Regions from separate parts of the Danio rerio genome. Here region 2 is linked to region 1. Evidence: chromatin contacts called from public HiCAR-type data. All regions are on one chromosome and are shown on one strand. The core of a region is the stretch at or near the end of the contact, and the rest is flanking DNA. Distances in the headings are between cores, read along the strand shown. Region 1 holds the start of las1l (LAS1 like ribosome biogenesis factor). Region 2 holds the start of LOC101884777.

Region 1 (2,803 bases), core at 135-2,634:
ACTACTTCCTCACCCTCAAGTTGTTCCAAAACTTTATGGGTTTTGTCTGTTGAATGTATAAAATATTTTGACGAATGTTAGAAACTTATCCATTGACATAAGGGCTGCACAGTATATCATTACAGCTACGATTTCGCAATGTGATCATTTACCATACTCAATACTGAGTCTAGATTAAAATTATATAATATAATAAAATATGTAATATAATAATAATAATAATAATAATAAAATAGTTTTTTGAGGCTTGTGATGGTTTTTAAAGCATCCAGGCCTAAGAAAATGTACCAAATTTAATTATTTAACAATCAAAGACTATGTAGTATTATTTTACATTTGATTATTCAACTACTGTATACCTGAATACAGTTTGACTCCTCGGAAAACAATCAAACGCTGTTTATTTAAGTTGTACCTTTTTCATTATTGAATGTGTCTATGCTTGTAGGTTGTTTCTAATATTTTATGCATACACGCTCTCCGAATCATCTCAATCAATCTAAAACGATGAATTCTTTTCAAATAGTTATTTAACAACTCCAGTTATATTGTAATCATATTGCAATATATAATCAAAATATATATAATCGTAACATAATATATTGATATGTTAGATTTTTCCAATATAGTGCAGCCCTAATTGACATCCTAGTATTTGTTTTCCTACTATGGTAGTCAATTGTTACCAGGTTCAAAAGCTTTATGAAACGTGTGAGTATTGCTAAATGATTACATGATTTTCAGCGTTGGGTAAACTATCCCTTTCAGAATAATTCTTTTAAAAACAATGGCCAAGAAGACCAAACAGCTAGCTAGATAACAGGGTTTGTATTAAGCCATAGCAATACGTAGTTGAAACTCTAACAATTTTTTGCATTAGGGCATTATTTACAGAGAAATTCACTTTAGCCCATCCACAGAGCAGGACCGTCCGTCAGCAAAACACAAGAGATGAAGCAGCATCAGACGTCACGTGACCAACCAAAGAGCAGCCACAACATCTGCAACATTGTAGCGGGACATCAGAGATCATTCACTCGCTCGGACCAAACACACACACACACATTGTACCTGCCCTTCCACGCGGAGATCCTGTGCAGCGCGTGTTTCTGCAGCGCGGGCTCTTTCGAGTACAAATACTCCAGCACATGCTCGTACTCCGCTTTGTTCATCCAGGGCACGACGTGACGCGTCTTCCCCACCGTTTCTTTCTTCATCTTCAGATCGTCGACTGTATCCTTTTCGAGTGATAAAGTGCGTGGATGCGAGGCGGCGAAAGAATTCAGCACATTTAAAGTTGTTAAAAACTAAAACATACGATTTATGGAAAGCTCCCGTTTACTGGACACAACACAGTCATACGCCCCGCCAGAGGTGCGGCAGGTTAAACGTTCCCCGGTTAGCGTAAGCGATGAACAATGGTTCCGTATGTAATAGTAATTAGATCAGAAAAGCGAGTTCAAAGGAGAACTGAGAGTAATAAAACTTATTTGTTTAAAATGTATTGCTATAGGTGTACTTTATGTTAATATATCGCAGTTTACTCAAATTTAGCAAATAAGCAAAATCTTTAAGCAAATATTTACTGCAGTTTTAGTGCACTGCTGATGAGCATAATCAGCCATTTGCAAACGTTTCAGGGGCATTAAACTCCCAGTTCTTATAATAATCAACCCAGTTCTGTTTTGATATCAAATTAAAACTGAGGATTTAGAAGTAATATCTAGCATTAATAATAATACTAGTAATAAATAAATAACTTATAAAAAGTAGCATTATACTGCTGAGTTTTAGGACTTGGTAATTACGACAATAAAGAAATAACATGGTAGCATTATATATTGGAGTAAATTATTTAGACATATTATTTTGTTACTGATTGCAAAATACATAGAAAATGTTAGTAACATAGAAGATAAGATACATATATATATATATATATATATATATATATATATATATATATATATATATATATATATATATATATATATATATATAATTTTAATTTTGTTACTAAATTCAGAGGGGGTTGATCACAAATTAATTTAAATTGAATGTACATGGAAATTCTGTATTTTGACTACTTAAAAAAGCTAAACAATATAGTAATATGTATAATTCTTTAAGGAATATTTAATTAAATTATAAAGAAATTAGGGAAAGTTAATAAATTATGAATTACTTAGAGGAATTGTGTGAATAATTTCTATTTCTGTAATCCATAATCCAAAAGTAACTGTAATCTATTAAATACAGAGTAATGCATTCTTGGCCAACTAAAACTACTAAATTCTTGCAAAATAATTATGTTATTTTTCTACATAGCACAGAACATCAGCAGATTGCATAATCCTCTTATTAGTAGGTCTGTCTGTATAATATAATATTAACTATTCAACAGGGACGAATTTAACCAATACGTGAGGTAAGCAGCCATTTAAGGCCCTTATGAAATTTGGGAGCCTACAATAAAAGAAGTAGAAGTTTCTATAAATTGTATATAATGTCATTTTCTATCATATTTTATATAATAAGGGTCTAACAATTACAATTTTACCTTAATTATCACATCCGTGCAAATCTTTGATCAAATAGTTTATTCATTATTTTTTAATTTTTGAGTTAAGATTTTTGTGGTTTATTTTTGGCTAACAAATCTTTTAAAATGTACAGATTGTGTTAATATCAAAATGTAAAAAGCAAGATTCAGTGATATAAGAAAAGACAGCTAAATAAATAAATAAATACAGATACGAAGGGTGCATAATGCTGTAGGACTGCTGGGTCCCGGGGCTGGAAT
Region 2 (2,700 bases), core at 95-2,594, 250 kb after region 1:
TTTAAATTAAAAAAGTAAAAAATAAAAATAAAAAAAAAACTCAAACTTTGAAACAAGTAGTGGATGAGTGACAGATTTCTTTTTACTTTGTCTTTATGCAACAGTACCAGATTTATGCACCTACCAGTATAAATGTTAGTGTGTATTTAAAAAAAAAATCTGTTTTATGCATAATTCTTTTTTTATTAGGTTCTGCATGATGTCTTATTTCAATAATATCTAGATACAAAACAAATCAACCATTGCAATGCTTTTGAAACACACTACAGTAAAGTGTATTATACCCTGTGTACTGTACAATAGTATTACAACAATGTATTTATTTATGCTACATACAACCAGGGATGGGCAATAGTTTATTGAAATGTATTTTAAAATAAAATACCAAATATTTTTATTATTGTTAATTAATTAATTTATTTAGTTTTTCAATGGGTAGGTAGAAGCTGTTGAGGGAGGAAAGTGATTATTTAGGGTAGTGTTAACAACAACATGTAAAGGTAATTATGAGATGAATGTTGTAATTGATATTCCATGTGAAAAGCCTAATAAAAGAAATTTAAAATAAAATACTGTAGTAGGTTTTACTACTCTATACTGTAGTGTATTCTAGCATAATATAGTTGTGGAAAACTTACAGTATTTGTTTATATTACCATAACTGTTGTTGTCTTACTCAGTAAGAGTTACCACAGCAGATTATTTCAGGTTCTTTTCTATAGTATGGTCAAAGTATAGTATTTACTATAATTTACAGTACTATAGTATTATTTTCATGTAAAAACACATAGGAGGGAAGCTATTAAAACAAACACACACATACACACACAAACATACACACACACACACACACACACACACACACACACACACACACACACACACACACACACACACACACACACACACACACACACACACACACACACAATTTCGGCATTTGTTTTGAATTACATATAAACAAAATGGAAATAATGCAACTTGCCACAAACTTTTTGATGCATTTTGTTAGCTTAGAGACACTATAACACACAAAAAACAAGCATGTTTGACCGGTTTGACCTGTGCAGTTAAGATAATCAGATTGATGAATTCCACCATCAACTGTAACTTCAGTTGTTACACAAATAAGATTATTTTACCTGTGCATCTCATCTGATCCAAACAATAGCTGAAACATATAATTAATGTTTAATTGACTGTCACTGGTGGTTGAAGAAATGTGCCTTGCTGCGTTTTTAGCAGTGTTCACATTTTTTAGGTTATGAAAATTTAGTTACAAAAGAGATGTTGGATGGAGTAAACTTTGAATTTGTTAATACCAAATGCTACTGTATATTAGAAGAAGGAAACTGAAGTCTAACAATTAGACACAAGCAGACATCTAAACTTGTAAGCAGGAGAAACTGAGTGTTGTTTGTTCTGTAAGTTAATAAGTGAAACTACAGTAGGGGAACTTAAAAGTGAAAGAGATTTGAATTCTTACAACCAGTGTGACAGTATTTACAGGCGGTCACATGACAGGTAAAGAGTACTCCGAATGCTTGCAACAATTCACATATACAGATTTGTATGTGCTTCAGGCTCTCTGCACATTCTTCAGTTCAGACTGGAATCATTTGACAGAAAAGGTAAAGTAACAAAAGATATTTGATTATTCACACATTCGGTTTCTGTACATGAAATAATGCTGTAAAGAAGTCTTCAAATGTAAGTCTTTTATTATAGCATGATGTCTAAAATTAGGTGTTCTTTTGAGAAAGAAAAAGTGCAGATGATTCATGAAACAAACATTCTGTCATAAATGATCATAAAACCCAGTGGTCAGTCTATCTATATCCATGTTATAGTTTAACCAGCTCAAAGTCTTACTTTTTGGTTAAACCTACAGTCGTTTTATATGTCTGACTTTAAAAACATACAGTATGACCTAAAGGGTAAAAAATGATGATTAACTTGTAAGACTAGTCTAAGCAGTTTATGCAACCTGGCCGCTGTTGAGTGACAATGACAAACATTTCACCACACTGCACTTGACAAAACATAGTACAAATACAAAAGCAAAAACTTACTGTAAACGGTAAATCAAATTCATTTGTACTTATATTATTTATGCAAACAAAGTCAATCAGAAAATATTGAAATATTAAAGGGATAGTTCACACAAAAATAAAATTTACTTATAAATAAAAGCGTCATGTGGTTCCAAGTGTTTATGAGTCATTTGTTTTGTAAAACATAAAAGAAGATATTTTGAAGAATGCTGAAAACCTGCAACCATTGACTGTTATAGTAGGAAAGCCTAATATTATGGAAGTCAATGGTTACAGGTTTCCAGCTTTCTTCCAAATATCTTCTGGTTTGGAACAAGTAAATGATGAGTAAATGATGACATAATTTTCTCTTTTGGTTGAACTATAAGTATTTTTTATAATGGCTTGGTTTTGGCTGGTTAGATGCAACCTATTCATTTCTCTGACTGAATGTTTTTGTCTACACTTGCAGGATAAATAATGGCAACTACAAGCAACAGTAAGTCTTCAAAATCTTGCTGAATACTTCATTAGCACTAAAATATGTTACTACAGAAAATCAAATGTCCGTGTGTTTCTCTCTGCCTTCACAGAAGAGTTTCATCTTGCTGTCCCTGAAGCTCAGAGTATTGAGGTGAAACTGGGGTCATCTGTCAGTGTTCGGTGT

The links. HiCAR-type assays count read pairs that join an accessible place to other places.
Region 2: a contact with region 1 is called in a HiCAR-type map of caudal fin, with 7 times the contacts expected there. The contact joins the promoter of LOC101884777 here to the promoter of las1l in region 1. A contact is called at or near these places in 2 of 4 datasets of contacts at active chromatin or transcription factors (caudal fin and embryo).

What each region holds. Positions count from the first base shown.
Region 1 is chr5:22,848,036-22,850,838 of GRCz12tu, forward strand. It overlaps las1l (LAS1 like ribosome biogenesis factor), which reads right to left and starts at 1,385. Exons shown (of 13, transcript NM_001126400.1): 1 at 1,072-1,385. The coding sequence starts at 1,217.
Region 2 is chr5:23,093,430-23,096,129 of GRCz12tu, forward strand. LOC101884777 reads left to right here and starts at 1,345. Exons shown (of 7, transcript XM_073952117.1): 1 at 1,345-1,631; 2 at 2,506-2,532; 3 at 2,627-2,700. The coding sequence starts at 2,514.